2 separate regions of the Mus musculus genome follow, and region 1 is linked to region 2. A link is a contact called in public promoter capture Hi-C data. All regions are on one chromosome and are shown on one strand. The core of a region is the stretch at or near the end of the contact, and the rest is flanking DNA. Distances in the headings are between cores, read along the strand shown.

Region 1 (7,540 bases), core at 4,058-6,557, 55 kb after region 2:
ATTAATCCTCACAGCTAAAGAGCAGGGCCAACTCAGAGTCCATCAGTGATGAATGGAAACAGCTAAGGGGTATATATAACTATACAATGAAGTATTGCTTGACAATACAACAAATGAAGTAATGATACATGCGACATGGTTGAGCCTGGAAAAAGCAGCCAGGCTTAAAAGATCACATGTTAAATGGGTGCATTTGTCACAAATGCCCAGAACAGGTTAAGCCTGTAGACAGGAAGCAGAGACACAGTTCATGGAGTCTAGGGAGCGGAAAGGATGGGCAGGTAGGGGAGCACAGACTTTCTCTGGTGACGTGAATCTACTCAAGAAAGAGAGGAAATGGCTTGGTGGTTACACAGTGTGTGATGGTCGTGAGCACCGCTGAGACAAACATTTGAGAGGGGCAATTATTTTGTTGTTAGTGTCATGCTGGGGATTGAACCCCAAACCTCAGCATTCTCCCAGTGAGCCACACTCTCCCAGACTCCAAAGGAAGAGAAAATAAACAGGGTAGGGAGCACAGAAACAGCTATTCTTCCACTTATCTGTGATGTGGTTTTTTGAGAGGGACTATTTTGTGGTTTTATTTGCTTTTTGTTTTTTGAGACAAACTAAGTGTGTAGCCCTGTCTGTTCTAGAACTTACCATGTAGACCAGGCTGGCTGGAACTCAGAGACCTGCCTGCTTCTGCCTCCTGACTGCTGTGGTTAAAGGTGTGACTACCACTGTCCTTGCTTGATTTTTCTGAGACAGGCCTCTGTGTAGCCCTGGCTACTCTGGAACTCACTATGTAGACCAGGCTGGCTTCAAACTCACAGAGAGCTATCTGCCTCTTCACCCCTGGTGCTGTGATTAAAGGTGTGTGCCACCATACCTGGCACTAAAATGTACCTGTATTTTTATTTATGTAAACACTGTGTGTCTGTGTATGTATGGCACATATCTAGGTGCCTGGAGGCTAAGACGATGTCAGCTCCTGGAGCTGCCACAGGGGTCCTCAGTACTGAGCAGTCAGTACCCTCTTCTGCTGAACCATTTCCCTACCCTCAGCTATGATGTGGCTTTGTAAAGATTTCGAGGCAGAAGAAAACGAGTGGCCTAAGATCTTTGTGTGTGTGCTTTTCTGTTGTTTCTTCAGAGTCATGGACTGTGTTAGGGGAGAGCACATGGCCACTCTAAAAAGAGCTTCACCTAGCCTAGGCTGTCCTCAAGCTCAGTGCGTACCAAGGATGACTTTGAATGGGCCCATGCCAGGAAGCTTATCTGAAGCCCTCAGTTCTCTTCTACTCCCAGCCTGACAGCTGCTTATGCCAGTGGGCTCTGGGTGTGTGGGAGGGAGAGACTGCCTGCGGCTACACATGTGTAGCCTTCTCAAGGCCCACCAGGACACTTGAGCCTGGACAGGTCAATCACTCAGAGTAAGAGTGCCCTAGGGGAGCCAGCAGCTGCTCCTTTCAAGGGCAATGTCACACACGGAGGAAGGAGGAAGCAAAAACAAAACCTTTTCGAACTTTGTCGATTGTGAACTTGTTTGCTTCATCTTTAATGTCCTCAATGGTAGGAAGATAAAGGTCTCTGGGGATGCCGCCATTCTCCTCATAGAGGAACTCAACTGTCTGCCGGGCGATGTCCACCATGCCTGCAAACACAGCACACCAAGTAACACCTCAGGGAACACAATCTTCAGACCAAGGGAGCACTGTCCGGTGCCTGGAATGAACCGATGGATGCAGAGCATTCTGTGCCCTGGCTGGGAGGACAGTTTGTACCCTGTTTAGATACTAACTGTGTCACTTCTAGGGCCACAGGTCTGTCCTGCCCAGTGTGACAAAGTCCGAAAGCACCTGAGCCAGGGCAGCAACAGGGTGGGAGGAGCCGGAGTTCCTCAGGACAGGACGATTACCAACAAGGACACGGGACTGTGGTGGCGTTTAACTTGAGCTAACTCTGGAGAACAAACAACAGGGCAACTGTGGAGGCAGGAGAGTGTGAGAGCAGTGTGTGTTTCTGTCTTGCCATCCTTGTGCTACAACAAACACTGTTGAGAGAGGCAGAGAGTGATGCTGAGCACCTACTACCCACTCATGTCCTGCAGGGCCTTTGCTTGCTTGCTTTGTTTTTGAGACAGGGTGACTATAAGGCCCAGGATGGTCTTGAACTCTCAACCCTCCTGTCTAGTATCCAGCTGCTTTGTCTCTTCCCATAGGAAGGAGATTCAGTTATACTTTATAGCAGAAACGGCACTATCGTATTAATGATAGTAAGACATATCCACGGATTTGGAAACAAAACAAAACAGGAAGGCAAAGGACACTGAGTTCAGTGACAAATGGGATAAGACCCATCAAGCCAGATGTCCCATCTGAGGAGAGTCTCTCCTTGTACCGTATCTCAGTGACCCTTCAGGAGAACAAACCACAGCAGACCTAGTTGTAAAGCACCCTTGATCTGGTCTAGGCCCGACTTTCGCTCGGCTTCATTGCGGAAGCGTCTCCGGATGGTAGGGAAAACCTTGGTCTCCCATGCTTTCACCAGCAGGGCGTAGTGGTCCTCCTGTACAGAAAGGGAGCTCATGAGCCGAGGAAGAGCCGTGTGGCTCTACCGCAAGCAACTGCCCTCCCTGTTCAAGCCTGGCCTAAGCACAGACCCTCAGGTCCCTCCCAGCCGCCTCTCCTTCCTTCCCCCATCCCTCCCGGCATGCTCTTCCCTGTCTTCCCAGCCACCGGAGCATTCTCACTGCAGCTTGGGTTCCTGCTGAGCTACCATCAAGGTCCTTCACCTTGCAACACATGGACCTTTGCAGCTCTGCCTAGCAGACATGGCTACTCATGGGCATTTCAGAGAGATGAGATAACTCCTCACACAAGGACATAGCCATGTCCCAAGTCCCAGCCATGAGCCAGGCTGTGGGTCTTACCTGAGGGATGTCATCATCGTCGTCATCATCACTCTCATCATCCGCAATGGGAGGTGGGTGGGGGTCTGGGCCTGAGGTAATGAAATTCTCATAGCTGAGCTCTACTTTATAGTGGCAGGAGGTGTCACTGTCATATTCTGTAACAAAACACAATCCATTCTTTCCTCTCTTCTTTCACAAGGCTAGGGATAGAGTCTTGTTCATTCTAGGCATGGCTTCTACCACTGAGATATGTCCCCAGCCTCTGTATGTCTGTCTATGTATATATCTATGCATTTATATATCTATGTGTGTGTGTGTGTGTGTGTGTATGTATGTATGTACCCACCTATCTGTCTATCTATGCATCTATGGTCTGTGTATCTACCTATCTATGCATCTATGGTCTGTGTATCTACCTATCGAGGCATCTATGGTCTGTGTATCTACCTATCTATGCATCTATGGTCTGTATATCTACCTATCTAGGCATCTATGACCTGTGTATCTACCTATCTATGCATCTATGGTCTGTGTATCTACCTATCTAGGCATCTATGGTCTGTGTATCTACCTATCTATGCATCTATGGTCTGTGTATCTACCTATCTAGGCATCTATGACCTGTGTATCTACCTATCTATGCTTCTATGGTCTGTGTATATATCTATCTATGTATCTAGCCATGTTTCTATGTATCTCTTGGCCTATATATCTAAATGTTGAGATGGGGCTGGCCTTGAGTTTATTATCTTCCTGCTTCAGCCACCCTAATACCTGGGATTATAGGCCTAAATCACCCGAGGTTTATTATAAGTTTTTTACATGATCAGGAAACATTGTAGCACATAGCTTTCTACCCATGTCTGTAATTCTACCATTTTATTATTACTTGATGAGCTCAGTTTAAAGAGATTTTTAATAAGAAGTGACTTAAACAAATGAGTAACACAGTCAAGTGAAGTGATTTCACATAAATGTCTGGGCTCTTCGCTTCCTGTACTATACCTCCCACACCTACAGGGTCAGCACCGTGGAGTGGGCACACTTCCAGTTTTACCTGCCTCCTCTCCCAAGTCTTTCTATTGAGACTGTCTCCCTGCATTGAGGACTTGTCCCAACAGCACTAGCAGCAGGGGGTGGGGTGAGGCAATGAAGAGGCTTACGCTGCTGGGCTGTGGCCACTGCTGCAATCCGGCATGGCGGCCCATGAGTGCCTGGGTCTGATGCAATACTGGTGCCAGCATCGTTGTCACTGTCAGATGCCATGGCGAATGGCAAGGCCTCAAAGTTAGCGCTGATCTCTTCTGCCAGGTCAGTGCACAGGTCGGCAGCATTTCGGTGGGCCTGTCCTTCAGCATACGCAAATGGGCGGGAGCCAAAATTGGCTCGAGTTTTTGTGTTCTAGAAAGAGCAAATAAAGGATTTATCTAGATTTTCTTTCTTTCTGTTGGATTTACAAACAATAAAGTACACTTCAGTGGGCAGGCAGGAGAAGCAAGCCCAGAGTAGGCTTGTGTGAGCTGTGCCTGGAGCGCTGTGTTGTGTGGCTGTCTGCCCCTCCGGCCCTCCCTTCACATGTGCTCGGGTTCCTTGCCACTCACTGTATCTGATATCTTACCCTCTCCTGGTCGACAGACAGGGTTTTGCTATGTAGCCCAGGCTAGCCTCAGACTCTTAATAACCATCCTCTTTTATTTATTTAATGTGTGCGAAAATTTTGCCCATATGTATGCTGTACATCGCATGTGTGGCTGGTGCCTAGAGAATGCCAGAAAAGAATGTGGAATCCCTTGGGACTAGTGTTAGCTAGAGGAACATCTCTCCAGCTCCATCAGTCTTGACTTGGCTCTCAAGAACTGACTTACAAGGCTGCAGCACCGCACGGGCCAGTGGCTGTGCTCTACCCAACAGCACTGCATGCTGCTCCTCTCTCTGCGCCTGGGACACTCTTCCCACTCTTCCCACTGAGACAATGGAGAGCTCCAGGCTTAGCTTACACACCAGGACTGCAGAGGGCAGGGATATGCTTGGCACTTAGAGACTAGATCCTCACTCTAAGGATTTATTACTTTGTGATTACACCCACATGTTCTTGTGATTATCTGACTAATGTCTAGTTGCTCCAATTGATTACAGCGTGACAGAGACAGACAGCATCAATGCCTTGTACTCTGCCTAAGTTCAACATGTTGCTCACACACAGATGCTGGGTAAACATCTGTTGAGTGAATGAAAGCATGGGACATGGAGAGAAATGCCTTCTCCTGAGACAGGAAGCCCAGAGAAGCAGCTTTCTCTGCTTTGAACCTGTGTCCTGCTGCTGACTCCTGCTGAGTTCATGAGGATGGGCATCTGGCTATGGACTGTGGAGTGCATGAAGATGAGGGGCTGCAGCATGTCACCAGTAACAATGCCGGACAGAGCAGCAGGCTTCCCTAGGTGCTCCTTCAAAGTCAACAGCAGCCTGTGTGTATGTGTGTGTGTGTGTGTGTGTGTGTGTGAGAGAGAGAGAGAGAGAGAGAGAGAGAGAGAGAGACAGATGTTGGGAGCCGCCCCCACATTCGCCGTCACAAGATGGCGCTGACATCCTGTGTTCTAAGTGGTAAACAAATAATCTGCGCATGTGCCAAGGGTATTTTTCCACTACATGTACTCTGCCTTTCCCGTGACGTCAACTCGGCCATGGGCTGCAGCCAATCAGGGAGTGATGCGTCCTAGGCGAAGGATAATTCTCCTTAAAGGGGACGGGGTTTCCGCCATTCTCTCTCTTGCTCTGCGCTCTGGCGCTCTGACGCTCTGGCTCCTAAAGATGTAAGCGGGGGGGGGGGGGGGGGGCTTTCGTTTTTGGGGCTTGGGGCTTGCGCTCCTGGCTCCTGAAGATGTAAGCAATAAAGTTTTGCCACAGAAGATTCTGGTTTGTTGTGTTCTTCCTGGCCGGTCGTGAGAACGCGTTTAAGAGACAGAGACAGACAGACAGACAGACAGACAGACAGACTGTGTGTATATGTTTGTATATATGTATGTATGTATGTATGTATGTATGTATGTTTGTATGTGAGCATATGAGTGTAGGTGTGTGTGTGACTGCGTGTGTGACTGTGTTTGTGTTGGGTGCTGGGGAAGAGGAGTGCTGAACTTGTGAGTCTTCCCCAGAGAACCCTCTGAGGATCTGCCATTCTCTGTGACTACAAGCTATTTTCAGACATTTCAGCAGTGCTCCCTTCCTCGTTAAGGAAGGATGGCTCAGGGGAGCTGAGCGCAAGTCCACACCAAGCTCTGGACACAGCTCAGAAGATGCAAGCCTGCAGGGTCCACCAGGAAGGAAGCACACTCACCCTGGCTGCCTGTGCCCGTCACTGTGCAGGAATAGTTATACCAAAGCCCTTTCTTTCCCTTTCTGGTCAGGATTTATTTCTGAAAACAATTTGTTCTTCTCTCCTATCAATGTGACTTGCCTTTTTCTGAATGTGAACCACAGGCCACATGCCACCAGAGACATCTTCTAGGTATGGTGTGAGGCGCTGCCCGCAGTATGTGAAGTACACCCGACCTTTGGCTGGCTGCCCTGGAGGAGGTGGAGTCCCCTCGGTCCTCTCCCAGCCGATTCCTGCCACATCGCCTACAGCAGAAAGCAGGATACAGTTTACTATTTCCCAGTTTACTATCAGGTGACCTTCTAATATGCAATTATGCGATGAGAGCCAAAAGCAGCCCCATCTGTCCCCTGAGTTACAAGATAGAGGCTCTAAGGGAATGGCTTCAGAATATGAGAGCTGTGGTATAAAACTCAGACGACAAGGGCAAGTGTTTACTTTTTACTCAATGACAGATGACCCATTTCCAATTGCTAAGTTTATTTAACTTTAAACCATTTAGGTCCAAGGCTGGCACCCACAGAAGCATGCAGGGTAAGAAGGCCCCACCGCACTGACCAGGAGAGAGTGTGACATCTAAGCGGACGCTCTTCCACTGCAGTAGACTGGAGCCATTGTAGTGTACAGCTCGGCCATTGCTGAAAGGAGAACAAGAAAGTCAAGGCTGAGACTCGTGGAGGGAAGGAGGGAGAGAAGGCAGGGGCCAGCAAGGAAGGAACCCCCGCAGTCAAGAGCAATGCTTTCCCAAACATTCCAACTAGCAAGGTCCACACTTGGCTTGAGGCTACTCTGCTGTTGCTTGAGGATAACAGCTCAACAGACACCAGTCTGCAGAGCAGCAGCATGGTATGTGAATTCAGAACGGAATGGAAAGAAGAAAGACGCACTCCTGCTGCAGGGCTACAAGGAAGGAACCATGGGGAGGAACACAAGCACCAGAGAGAAAAATATCACTTTCTCTCCACATTTCCTCAGTCACACAGCCCCACTTTGGTTCCCTGAATACCCATAACACCTATGGGAAGTCACTCTCCCTGGAATCCTGATCCATGAAAGGGTATCACTATGCAGCCCTGGCTAGCCTGGAACTTACTAACAGACCAGGTGGCCCTCAAACTCACAACGATTGGCCACCTCCTGAATGCTGGGATAAAGGCGAGCCCACCCATGCTGGGCAGCACTTTTCCTTACTTGTGGAAGAGGCAAGTGCCCACTGGATTGGTCCATGCCCCATCTCGCTTCTCAGCTTCTGTAGCGAAGCCAAATGAGA
Region 2 (7,283 bases), core at 1,503-4,002:
ATAACCCAATAAAATGTAAACTAACACAAACGGACAGTATGTTTGTCCCAGCAGCTTTGGAGAAGAAGATGGGTTGTGCACTGCCTCCATTGCCAAGGATCCAGAGATTCACTTCCTGCTAGATAAAAAGGAACCTAGGACTCTTGGGATGGCTCTGAGGGTAAATGTATTTGTTTACTCTTGATAACTAGCGTTTAATCTCTGGAACCTACACAGCACAGCGAGAGGAGGGACCTGATTCAGACCCAAAGCCACGCTAACAGCATCCCTGCTACACACTAATGAGTAAAAAGACATTTCAAAGGGAATTCGATTTCATAACCCATTCAGAGTCATGTGTGGTGGTGCATGTCCTTAATGCCAGCACTCAGGCAGACAGCATTGAGGGTTTGAGGCCAGTTGGGTCAATACAGGGAGCTCCAGGGCAGCCAGGGCTATACAGTTAGATCCTGTCTCAAGAGAAAACAAATTTGGTGTTGGTCAGTGACTAGGAGGGTGACTTTTGTTTTTTTTTTTAAAAAGATTTACTTATTGTTACATGTAAGTATACTGTAGCTGTCTTCAGACACACCAGAAGAGGGCTTCAGATCTCATTACAGATGGTTGTGAGCCACCATGTGGTTGCTGGGATTTGAACTCAGGACCCTTAAAAGAGCAGTCAGTGCTCTTAACCGCTGAGCCATCTCTCCAGCCGCTCCCTCCCAGTCCTCCCCCCCCCCACCACCCCCGTGGGTAAAGTTTACTGTCTATCAGGAAGCAGCAAACCCCAAACCATCAAGTGGGAGAAGCTAGAGTTAAAAGCCATGCACAACTTGATCTAATTCAGCAAGTATGGGGCCTCTTCCATGAGGCCCTAGGACAAGCAGGGCCTCAGGCCAGGGATCGGTGAATTTCAGCAGCTGCTGGGATCCACAGAGGGAGGAAGGGAAGGGTCTAGTGGCAAGTACCAGCACAGGAAGCTTCCGGTCAGGGAGAGGCTGAGCCAGGAGCTGAGGCAGGGGTTGGGAAGGTGGGCGTGAAGGGGGTGGTGGTGGTAGTAATGCCAGGCTTTGCAAGGATAAGGGGCTCCCCTCCCCCAGCCTGGCAAAGCCTGGAGCTTGGCTGGGCTCAGAGGGCAGGGCACCACCTCCCTTGGGGCTTTATCCAAAATTCCAAAGTCAGTGTGGAAACTGTCTGAGCCCAGAGGGGATGTTTAGATTAGGACATTCAGATTCAGTTAATCTGCTACACGTGTGGAGACAGGGGGACATCCACGACCAAATCTTATTCATTTTAAGTGCTTTTAGTAGCACATGCTTCCATCATGACATTTTCACACAGGATGTATGAAATAGTTAAGACAGGGATTCTCGGTGTAGCCCTGGCTGTCCTGGAACTCCCTCTGTAGACTAGGATGGCCTCGAACTCACAGAGATCCACTTGCCTCTGCCTCTCCAGAGCTGGGAGGGAGGGGGGTAAAAGGCGTGTGCTACCATGCCGAGCCAAAATCTTTAATTTTTAACAAACCCAAAATTTTAAGCCAAGGTGGAGGCAGGAGGCAGAAGCTGAGGTAACTCAGCATTTCCGCGCTGTTTGTCCTCCTCTTGAGTTGTCCTTTCCTCCCCCAGTAAACTCCAGAGGAGCCTCTGAGTCACTTTCACATCGAGGACTGTGAGTTGTTTCCAGGAGACACGACTGCCATTCTCTTGTTTATTTCTTCAGGATGTATTTATATCACCCTGGGAACACGTGGGGGGGGGGCATCTGGAACTTTCTTCCACTCCCAATGGGAACTTTAAACGATGCCATCGCGTTCAGAAACAGTTTGCTAGTTCAAAACAACCAAAGCCCCAAACAAAACAGAAACACGGGCACCCGCAGCAGTCGCAGAGCCAGCAGTGAGCCCGCAGTTCCCTAAAATATTGAGGGAAATAAAAGCATGTGGCAATTAGCTGGATGCGGTAGCCTCAGCCTGCAAAAACAGCACTGGCGGGGATGGAGGCAGGAGGATATTGATTGAGTTTAAGGTGATCCTTACTACATAGGCAGTTGAGGACAAAATGTTGGGATTAAAAGCATGGGCCTCTGTGCTCTGCTTTTGTTAAGATGATGACGATGATGACGACGACGATGATGATGAGATGATGGTGATGAGATGATTAATCTCTTGATACCCTGACTTACAGCTGGACTTACAGGGGGTTCTGAAACACCTGTTGTGGGTGCTGAACACCAAACTCTCCAAGAGTAGCAAGCGTTCTTAGCCGTGGAGACGTGTCTCTCCAGTCCCACAGCTGTATGTTGTTTGCAGTTTACACGCCAGCTTAGATTTAGAATCCCGCCCCCCCCCCCCGCCCCTTTGTATCCATGAGGTAGGAGGTGCAGGAAGAAGCCACCAGGTCCGGCAAGGAGACCCTGGCTGGCACATCGGAATCTCTGACACCTCGAAGAGGTGTGGCAGGAGGAAGCGTTCATGACAAGGATGACAAGGATGACAAGGTGTGGGTATTAATGGCCCATGACAGAGCGCAAACGCCACCCACCGTCATCGTAGGCTCATCTGCACGTTTGCCCTGCATCATCCTAGCAATCAATGTAGATGCCACCGCTTCCAGAGGTGTGTGTGTGGGGAGCGGAGAAATGACCCTCGGAACCTGCCCCCTGAGCTGTGAGCCAATGGAGGATGAGGAGGCGGACCCGAGGAAACGGCAGCGCTGTGGTCCAATGGACTTCCATCAGGGCCCCACGGCTGGCCAATGGGCGTGGCCCTCGGCGACGGTGGGAAGCGGCTGGGCAGCTGGGCGGTTGTTGGCTCCGGGCGGCGGAGGCGGCGGTGGCGGTGCTGTTCCCGCTGGGCTCGGAGGTGAACGGGGGCGGCGGGGTGGGGCGGGGCGGGGCGGGAGGTGGCGGCGGTGACGCAGGCTCGCGGCGGGAGGCGGAGGCTCGGCCCGCTCCAACCGCCCGGGCCCGCGGAGCGCAGAGCGGCCGCTCCCCGAGGCGCCGCGGTGGCGTGTGGCCCGGCCTGCCTCCGCCTCCCCCGGCCTCCCGGTTTGCTGAGTCTTCCCTGCCGTCGCTAGAGGTCTGTCTGTCCGTCCCGCCGCCCTCTTTGTCTGTGTGCTTTCCCGCAGACACTCACCTTAGGTTATTGAAAACGAACCTTTGCTTGGTTTCCGGGCTTTGCTACACTGGACTCTTGGATTCGTTAAACAGTGTCAGTTTGCCCGGGCGCTGAGGCTGCTGGCGGGTGACTTGACAGTGTCCAGATCAGCCTGCCGCTTTGTTAGCAGTCGGTGCCGAAGTCTATTTCTGTGTCGTGGGAAGGAGTGATGTAAACATCGGAGCTGCCTTGTATCCTGGACGGGAAGCGAGAGAAAGGGCTGGAGCTGACTGCTCTTGCCCTGCGAGCCCGGGTGGGAGGGCCTCAGATTTGACCGAGGAGAAACACCTAAGTAGGCAGTGTCGTACCATTTGATAAGATGTCCAATATTAGCGCTCTGCTTACATTTGGTTTTGCTTTTTTTTTTTTTTTTTTTTGGAACTAGGGTCGAATCCATCCCACGTTGGCCTTGAACTGACTAAGTCGCCAAGATGGTTTTGAACTTGTGATTCTTCTGTCTCTATATCCCTAGTGGTAAATTTACAGGCATGTACCATCATGCCCAGTTTTATGCCTGGTCAGGGAACACAGAGCCCCGTATCGCTTGAGCCCCTGCTAGTTTGATGAATACTCCTGCCAAATGTGTAGAGCCTGAATTTAGTCCAAGAAAACACCAGACAACCCCCGCCCCCAAATGGAAGGATTGATTACAAAATAGCTAGCCAGTAGCTAGAAACTCTTAGTAACTGCCAGTCTTCGCTAGCAGGCTCTGATTAAGGTACTAATTAGCCGATCAAGGCTGTGAGAGATTAGACACGAGAGAGAGCTTTCAAATTAGAGTAAGTAGTAACATCTAAGAGCTTTATGTCACCCAGGACTGAAACTGAACCAAGAAGGGGGATAGTGGTCTCCTCACTGACATTTGAAGAAGGCCTGAGGATTGGTTACATTTAATTTAAAAAAAAAAAAGAATTAGGGTTTAATAACATTAACTTTTACTGAAGTTGGGTGAAGGGCATAAGGGAATTCTTTGTATTTTAAGGCTTGGGGGGGCAACATTTTGTAAGTCTATTTTTTTAAATTGAAAATGAAAAGGCAATGAAAAGGAATACCCTAGGTTTTTCTTCTTTTGCTTGTCATCCCGAGAGCAGAAATGAAACAGAAAGTGATACCTGTTCCTTTGCAGTTTTCAGGAAGAGCTGAGATGGCCGAGTTTCGAGATGACCAGGCTTCTAGGCTGTGTGACAACTGGTAAGACATAGAATCCCATGGTTTGAGGACAAGCCAGCTCTGTAAAGACTTGGGTGGTTTATTGGCAGGCTGTATTGTGTTTATTGGCCGTATGTGATTCTAAACTATGCAAGTCACTGTAACTACAGCCTTTTAATCATTTGGGCAAATGGCTTGTTTAGAATTTGGCAGGAAGATTTCTCTGGGTAGAAGAGGGAGTGGAATGATAAAACTGGGACTTGGGGGCTCTGTTCTGTCTTTAATAACTTAATAAGATGGGTCCAGGGCCGGAGGAGTGGCTCAGTGGTTAAGGGCACTGCCTGCTCTTTCAGAGGACCCAGGTTTGGTTTCCAGTGTCCAGTGGTAGCTGACAAATCTCTGGAACTCGTTTTACATGAGATCCAATAGCCTCTGGCCTCTCTGGACACCAGGGACACAGACACGTATGCAGGCAAAACATCCATACACATAAAATAAAAGAAATAAAACTTTTTTTTTTAAAGATACTTAGCTAGGCGTGGCAGTGCACACCTGAGTCCCAGCACTCAGAAGGCAGAGACAGGAGGATCTTTGTGAGTTCCAGGCCAGTCTGATCTACAGTTTGCTATATAGGGAGACCCTTCTTAAAAACCAAACAAGCAATACTGGAGTGGTTTGGACTCTCACTCACCTTCTTTGGGAGTGGGGGTGGGTAGTGGTAGGGACAGCAGACAGTCCTGTGGCCAGCTCAGCCAATGAGCTACCCTCAGCCCTTATTCACATATAAGATGACTTTTCTTCCCCAGAGACCCTCTTTCTCTGGGTAGCCCTGGCTGTCCTGGATCTCACTTTGTAGACTCACCCTGTGCCCTTGATAACTCCTAGGGATATTTACCTGCCTCTGGGTCCCCAGCGCCAGGATTAAAGGTGTGTGCCAGCACTGGCTGAGAACTGATGCTTTTCATATGTCCAAAAAAAGTGTGGTCATTTTTGTTCGTTTGCTTGAGACCAAGCTGTCATTGAGCTTCATAGAGATCCACATGTGTCTTGCCAGTGTTGTAGAAGGAAGGACTTCCCTCAGTGGTCACGAGGCTGTCTTGGGGTGCCTGGGACGGAGTCTTCCTGACCTGGCTCTATGTGTAGTGATGGAAAAATTTGCTGAGCAGCTCAGGACGAACTTTTTCTTTCTTTCCGTTTTTTGTTGTGGGGGGTGTTTTAAGGCAGGGCCTTCCTACATAGCCCAGGCTAGCCTGGGACTGGATATGTGGGCTCCAGAGTAAAGATGACCTAATTTGAAGACCTTCTGTCTTACCTTCCAAGCACTGGGAGCCGCCATATGTAGTGACAGTAGTAACTGGTCTTTCTCAGGGGTGGGGAGGGGACCCAGGGCTTCTCAGCAGTCCACCTGAGGACTGACAGCATGCGTGTGCACCGCTATGCTGCCTGTGAGTGGGAGGGCATACGAGCTGTGCTCAGGAGACTGTGCAGGACTCGGGTCTAGGAAGCATCTTTACCTGCGGGGCCTGATGTGGCTTCTTCAGGAATTTATCTTGCTGTTTTCCTGCTGGTACATGCTGCATTTTACTTAGTTTGGCTTGGTATTCTTCCTTGGAGACAAGATTTTGCTGTAGCCTACAAGGTGGGTAGCCCCAGAATAGCTGTACATTTGGTTCGTAGGCTAGTATAGCTCCGGGTCCTCCCTCCTGCCTGAGCCTCCCGAGTGCTCGCATCACAGGCTTGCATCACTGGTCCTGGGTCTACTAATTCTCTCTCTTCTCTCTTTTTTATGATTTATTTATTCCTTTACTTCATGTGCATTGTGTTTTATCTGCACATATGTCTGTGTGAGGGTGTCAGATCCAGGCTCTTTTCTTCCCTTAAGATTTGCTTTTTTTTTTTTTTTAAATGTATGAGTGCTCTGCTGCATATACATTGTACATCCATAGGCAAGAAGAGAGCATCAGATCCCATTACAGATGGTTGTGAGCCATCATGCAGTTGCTGGGAATTGAACTCAGGACCTCTGGAGAAGCAGCCAGGGCTCTGCCATCTCTCCAGCCTTGTAATGCTCTTACTTAAAACTAACGGAGAAAGAACTGTGTATTCCGTTTGTGTGCATGCATGCACATGTGTGAGAGTGTGGCTTGCCATTTCAGCAAAACTGGTTGGCCATGAGCCCTGAGTCTGCCTGTCTCTGCCGTGACTCCTGGCATTTACATGTGCCCGGGGATCTGAACACAGGTCCTCAAGCTAGCATAGCAAGCGCTGTACCCACTAAGTAAGCGCAGTGCAGCAGTTGGTTTTGGGCTTCCCTTACCACGTGGTGTAGTGGGGAGACACTGGTGGGGGAGACTGCCCTGCTGATGGGGAGTTTGAGCAGAGCTCCGTTGCTCGCCCTGCCCTCGTGGGTGGCTGAAGGGCATAGTTTAGAGAGTAGCTTTTCACTGGTGCTCCCTGCTTGCCACTTCAGAGAGTCCCCAAGTGTCATTTGCATGTCTGCATAAGTCAGTGGCTTTGTCACCATTGATGTGGATAAAATAAGAAAATGTCACTTGAGAAGCAAAATGGCATGTGGCTGAGCCATCCTGATTCCCAGTCTGTTGTCATTCGAAGGAGTCTGGGACAGTGTATAAATAACTGCTAAGGGATTCAGAAGGCACAGTGCAGGAGCTAGTGAGAACAAGGTTACCTGGTGCAGAGCAACGTACAGAAGAAAAGCAGCTTAGCAGCTTAGCGTGGACGACAGACCTAGCTACACCGGCCTGTCTGAGGAACTATTCACACTGCAGGTTTTGAAAGCTGCTCTGGGGGTGCTGTAGAGATGGCTCAGTGGTTACGAGCTGCTACTACTCCAGCAGAGGACCCAAGTTCAGTTCCTAGCACCCACATCTGGTGGCTCACAGTCACCTATAACTCAAGCTGTAGGTGGAATCGGATGCCTCTGGCCTCTCGGCACCAGCTCTCCTGTGCACATCCCCATGTATGCATGCGTGTAAGA

What was found. Promoter capture Hi-C pulls out the DNA fragments that hold promoters and counts their contacts.
Region 1: a promoter capture Hi-C map of embryonic stem cells shows a contact between it and region 2. The contact joins the enhancer-like site here to the promoter of Trafd1 in region 2. A contact is called at or near these places in 19 of 39 promoter capture datasets (the 3T3-L1 cell line, 3T3-L1-derived adipocytes, the HPC-7 cell line and 11 more), 9 of 484 Hi-C or Micro-C datasets (CD4 T cells, CD4 single positive thymocytes, CD8 T cells and 5 more), 3 of 115 datasets of contacts at active chromatin or transcription factors (the SCID.adh cell line, embryonic stem cells and forebrain) and 3 of 9 other capture datasets (adipose tissue, liver and pancreatic islet).

Annotation. Positions count from the first base shown.
Region 1 is chr5:121,328,433-121,335,972 of GRCm38.p6, reverse strand. Hectd4 (HECT domain E3 ubiquitin protein ligase 4) reads right to left here. Exons shown (of 76, transcript NM_181421.4): 47 at 7,462-7,540; 48 at 6,829-6,908; 49 at 6,352-6,515; 50 at 4,060-4,297; 51 at 2,915-3,051; 52 at 2,424-2,550; 53 at 1,499-1,636. Among named protein-coding and RNA genes, the nearest start is that of Gm24671, 25 kb to the left of the region's middle. Within about 2 kb of position 5,307, at least 91 of the 459 cell types and tissues checked have an H3K27ac peak or open chromatin away from gene starts, as enhancers often do. A contact at or near this core is called in CD4 single positive thymocytes, CD8 T cells, bone marrow-derived macrophages and 2 more, where this site is marked.
Region 2 is chr5:121,381,084-121,388,366 of GRCm38.p6, reverse strand. It overlaps Trafd1 (TRAF type zinc finger domain containing 1), which reads left to right and starts at 2,752. Exons shown (of 12, transcript NM_001163470.1): 1 at 2,752-2,842; 2 at 4,263-4,327. The coding sequence starts at 4,281. It overlaps Gm42020 (predicted gene, 42020), which reads right to left and starts at 2,854. Exons shown (of 2, transcript NR_168130.1): 1 at 2,523-2,854; 2 at 1,477-1,893.